Linked DNA regions of Rattus norvegicus: region 2 is linked to region 1. Evidence: chromatin contacts called from public Hi-C data. All regions are on one chromosome and are shown on one strand. The core of a region is the stretch at or near the end of the contact, and the rest is flanking DNA. Distances in the headings are between cores, read along the strand shown. Region 1 holds the start of Cpm (carboxypeptidase M). Region 2 overlaps Cpm (carboxypeptidase M).

Evidence for each region. A called contact is a pair of places that touch in the nucleus more often than the background predicts.
Region 2: a Hi-C map of psoas muscle shows a contact between it and region 1, with 1.6 times the contacts expected there. The contact joins the enhancer-like site here to the promoter of Cpm in region 1. A contact is called at or near these places in 5 of 12 Hi-C or Micro-C datasets (Schwann cells, frontal cortex, kidney and 2 more).

What each region holds. Positions count from the first base shown.
Region 1 is chr7:55,110,313-55,112,930 of GRCr8, forward strand. It overlaps Cpm (carboxypeptidase M), which reads left to right and starts at 1,287. Exons shown (of 9, transcript NM_001108098.1): 1 at 1,287-1,316; 2 at 1,518-1,680. The coding sequence starts at 1,521. It overlaps LOC120093603 (a long non-coding RNA gene), which reads right to left. Exons shown (of 5, transcript XR_005486971.2): 5 at 1,680-2,618.
Region 2 is chr7:55,156,482-55,159,099 of GRCr8, forward strand. It overlaps Cpm (carboxypeptidase M), which reads left to right. Exons shown (of 9, transcript NM_001108098.1): 6 at 1-111. Among named protein-coding and RNA genes, the nearest start is that of Mdm2, 43 kb to the right of the region's middle. Within about 2 kb of position 1,325, at least 44 of the 93 cell types and tissues checked have an H3K27ac peak or open chromatin away from gene starts, as enhancers often do. A contact at or near this core is called in Schwann cells, where this site is marked.

The DNA.
Region 1 (2,618 bases), core at 37-2,536:
CCTTCCTAATGCTGCAACCCTTTAATACAGTTCCTCATGTTGTGGTGAGCTCCAACTATAAAATCATTTCGTTGTGGCTTCATTGTAATTTTGCTACTGTTATGAAACGTGAAGTAAATATCTGATATTCAGGATATCTGATATGCGACCCATGTGAAAGGGTCGAGCCTCAGGGGGTCTCGACCCACAGGCTGAGAACCACTGCTTTAAAACATTAATTCCTTTATTAGTAGTATATATGTGCGCGGGGGCGGGGAGGCAGTGCAGCAAAGACCACATTATGTCTGTGAAGGTCAGAGTCGACTTTGTGCAGTCTGGTCTCTCTTTCCTTTACTTAGGTTCTGAGACTGGAATTACGGTGGCCAGGTTCACAGCCCAAGCATCTTTGTCCTGCACCATCTCCCCTACCTTCAAGGGCCCTTTTAAGAATAACTCCCTCCCTTTGTGCACTGGGGAGGAAATTCCATCCCCTCAATTTGGGATGGTCCCTGTCGTCACTATTTAAAAAAAAAAAAAAATCTGTTCAAGATGTGTTATAACAAATCGGTAGCTTTCGGAGCTTGTTTGCACCAGACCCTTGCAGGAGTCGGTATTTCTTGAACAGTGTATGTAAATCCATGGGACAGAGAGACTGTGTGTGTGGTGTCCTTTTGAACATGATGGCCCCTTGTCACGAACCACTTCTCACCGGTCACGGTCTGCGTTCTGTTGAATGCAAACACAGCCTACCGCCTCCTCCTGGAAAGCAGAACTTGAGGAAGAAGCACCGAGACGGAACTGGTCTGAGGAATAAGGAGCAGCGACGACTGCGGCTCTACTTTTGTCCTACGAGTTGGTCACAAACTTAACTCTGATTCAGCCAAATCTCGTCTACTAGACACTTCTGTTGGACAGGTTCCCGTACCGCACACTTGGCATGTAAAGCTCACACGCACGTTCTTTCTTGAAAGTTCCCCGGCTTCCCCAGTTGCAGCACAGGGCTGAAAGCCTGACCCAGCTCGCACTCCAGGTGGCGCGCCCACTGCCCGCCGTGGGCACCGTCTGCGCAGCGTTCCCCGGGGCCGAGGCCAGGCTGCACGTCCAACACGGGCTCCGACCTGTCGCGCCCTACCGCCCACCAGGCGTGCTCGCTGTCCTCAATACCCTATGGTGGACCTTGTCCCTTGAGCGAGAGCGGAGACCCCGCCCCCGGGGCGGGCGCGGCGCGGAGTGGGAGTGGCGGCGGGCGGGGCGCCCGGGCCCGCCCCTCTGTCCGGGTTATAACTCTCCCCAGCACCCGGCGCCCGCCGGCGGGCGGAGACGCGCGCCTGGCACTGGTGAGACGGGTCGTGCGGAAGGGTGCTGCTGCGGGGACACGGGCGGGCTGCGGGGCTCCGGTGGGACCATCTTTACCTGGCTCCTCAGAGGAGGGAGCGTGGAGCTCAGGTGTTCCGGAGGGCGGAGAGGACTCCGGGCTGGCGGTACCCGCGCTTCCCCGGGCGGTCCTCAACTGCTCACTCCTTCTCTTCCATCTCTAGGACATGGACGGCGCGCGCCTGTGGCTGGGGCTTCTGCTGCCCGTGGTGGCCGCCTTGGATTTCCGATACCACCACCAGGAAGGGATGGAGGCTTTCCTAAAGAGCGTGGCTCAGAACTACAGTTCGATCACGCACTTGCACAGCATCGGGAAATCGGTGAGAGGTAGGTGGCCTCCCGCGCACGTCCCCAACCCTCAACCCACGTTTAAAAGTTAAGTTGAATGGCACTGTCTGGTCCTCTGTTGGTGAGGCTCCCCGGACGCGCTCCTCGCAGGTAAAGCATACCTTGCCCAGTCAGTGGTTTTTCTGCCTTTTTTTTCATTGTTTTTTCAATTTTGTTAGATCAGGAGAGCGGTAAGAGGAACAGTGTGCATATTGCAGTCTCTCTACCGAGAGTCAGAATCACTTAGTCCTCTGTGTAATTGCCTTTAGGGATCGGGAGGACATTACTTATCTGAGAGGTGTATCTTCGTTCCTTTTCAGGGTAAACATCTTCCTCAGTTTCCCTTTCTGTTGGCTCCCTTGCATACTGATTGTGACTGTTAACTACCGTTTCCTCGGGTCGCTTTAAAACTAGACATTGTCGTACTCTTGTGGAGTTCTATGCATGTGTGATTAACCCTATGGCTTAAAGTTATGAGAAAATGCGGATCTATATCTAAAGGCTGTGCTTGAAGGATACACCTGCTTGGTAGTAAGTTGCAACGAATGATATCCTTAGCATTTTCAAGTGTATCACTTAGTCCGCTTTAATGTTGAAACTATATACTCTCAGTGGAGGGAGCAAATGGGGAGCAAAGAAATTAAGGCTTTTGGTCAAGTTACCTAGATGGCAATTCTATCTATCTATCTATCTATCTATCTATCTATCTATCTATCTATCTATCTATCTACCTATCTACCTATCTATCTACCTATCTATCTATCAGAGATAAAACTCAGGACCTCATTTGTTCTCATTTGCAAACATTGTATCATTAGCCTAACCTACTAGCCATTGAGGGTGAAGTTTTAGCCAGGACTGGTACCTGATCATTTTGGGTGGGGCAAATAACTTTAGCAGCCATTACTAATTCTTCATCTTTTGTTACTACACTGATT
Region 2 (2,618 bases), core at 75-2,574, 46 kb after region 1:
CGTACACCTATGCCTCACGGAATCCCAACATGACAAAAGGGGATCAGTGTAAAAACAAGAGGAGCTTCCCCAACGGGATCATCAACGGGTACTCCTGGTATCCACTGCAAGGTGAGCTCCTCTTCCTCATGTTCTCCGGTTGCCTTCACTGGAAGCACCAGAGAGGGTCAAAAAGGCCTTCAAGGCACAATGTGGTCCCTCAGTCAGGCCTCTGTCCCATAATACCCCAGGAATGGTGGAAGCGACCGATGGTTTGAAAGATGCAGAGGCGTGCTCCTCCCTGCCCGTGGTCTCCTTCATTCTCTGTGTGCTTACCGCATCCAGGAACTGTACCGGGAAAGAAGACACAGACCTGGTCCTCAAGTGGGATGAGTGTGAGGAACTGGGTTACAGTGCCATTAGAGTAGGAAGAGAGATTTAGAAAAGCCACAGGTGTGTGAAGGAGCCTGCGGCCACAGCAGACACAGGCAGGGAGTGGGGTGGATCTTAGAGGAAGGTGACTGTACTTAAGTCCCTCCAACGGGGTTGGGGATTTAGCTCAGTGGGGCTGGGGATTTAGCTCAGTGGTAGAGCGCTTGCCTAGCAAGCGCAAGGCCCTGGGTTCAGTCCCCAGCTCCGAAAAAAAGAAAAAAGAAAAAAAAAAAAGTCCCTCAAACAAGCACAGCTGCCACAAAGCTCCCACCATTTCTGACCAGGCAGCCATGGAGACAGTGTGGCCAGTCTTCTTCCAGAGTCTAGAAGAGAAGCTGGATATCGGGAAGAAATGCTCTTCAGGCAGAACCAAAGGAAGGCGTTCTGGTTTCCCACCCTTGAGTAGGATGGCCAGGCAGAGGAGGGCTGACGGTGTAGGGAGAAAGCTCACCCAGGAGGAGGGATATTCAGTGGCAGACCACTGAACTATATATACTATCATTTCCTCTTGCTGGCCATACTAGGGATTGAATCTAGGGCTTTGCACCTTTTAGGCAAGTGTTTTGTTGTTGGGTTATCCCCAGCCTTCTTTTTACTTTTCTTTTGAAACAGGGGCTTACTAAATTGCCCAGGCTGGCTTTGAACCTTCCATTCTCCTACCATAGCCTCCCTAGTAGCTGGGATTACAGACAGACCTACACCATAAGGCTTAGCTCACTCTTAATGGAACAAGTACTGTCAACAGAAGCCCAGGGGTATATAGAAACCATCACTCGTCTGGAAACTAAAACCCATGAGGAGGGGCTGAGGGAGAAAGGGCAAGGGAAATGACCTCGTGCTAGAGGTGAGCAGTCTTCCCTCCCAGGCTAGCGGACCCAGCCCGCTGACAGCAAGCTGCAGCCTGCATCTCTGCACACAGGCCGCTTCCACAGGCGCCTTCGCCAGCTGTCACTCTGGGTGCATGGGCTGTCTAGTGATCTAGCACAAACTGGTACTTTTGTGTCTGGGTGGCCCACGGCCAATTTTCCAGATGAGGTAAATAAGCGTAGACCACAGTTGATGGCGTCCAGGCAGTGAGCCCAGCTAGACACGGAGGCACCATAAAATCCACTCGCTGTTCTTGACCTGCTCCCACTCACCTCAGGTCTCTAGCACAGCCCCACTCCTCCATCTTCGTCACTACAAAGGACCCTCTGTTTCCTGGCACAAGTGTCCTTCATGGTCCTCCGTAACGGCCAAGACAGAAATCCAGATGTGTGGAAATTCCCAAAGTTTCAAGTTATTTTTAAGGGTGTGTGTGTGTGTGTGTGTGTGTGTGTGTGTGTGTGTGTGTGTGTTCAGAGATAAATACAAAATCCATAGTGTTAAAAGAGAGGAAAAGGGGGGTTGGGGATTTAGCTCAGTGGAAGAGCCCTTGCCTAGCAAGTGCAAAGCCCTGGGTTCGGTCCCCAGCTCCGAAAAAAAAAGAAAAAAGAAAAAGAAAGAGAGGAAAAAAGAAAATCTCTTTTAAAAATACTTATTTATATTGTGTATTATTTTATGTACACTGTCGCTGTCTTCAGACACACCAGAAGAGGGCATCAGATCTCATTACAGATGGTTGTGAGCCACCATGTGGTTGCTGGGATTTGAACTCAGGACCTCTGGAAGAGCAGTCAGTGCTCTTCACCACTGAGCCATCTCTGCAGCCACCCCTCCCCCCAAAAAAAAAATCTTTGTCACTAGAATCTAGGTCTATATATATTATTTAACATTTCAACATTTTCTTCGTGGATTTTTATTTATTTTTTTCATTTTATGTATATGTGTTTTTTGCCTGTGTGTACGTCTGCAAACCACATGTGTGCTATGCCACAGAAGCTGGAGGAGGGAGTCAGCTCCCCTGACGCTGGAATTACAGGGGGGTGTGAGCCGCCATGTGGGTGCTAGGTCCCGGGTCCTCTGTAACTGCAGCCAGTGCTCTTACACCCTGAGCCATCTCTCTACCCCTTGAGCATTTCGTTGGACTTAAACTTCTCCCATGCCTGTTGGGACTGAGAACACATGTATTCTCTGGGGCGGATGCTGTACTGGTTACTGCTGTCCTTGCTGGGACAGAGACATCATTTACCTGACACTTGCACGATAGAGGCAGAGGTGGGGCCTTGGCAGATCAGGAAACAGAGGCCACTGGGATTCCGGGGTCAGATGCCACCCACTAGCCCTGT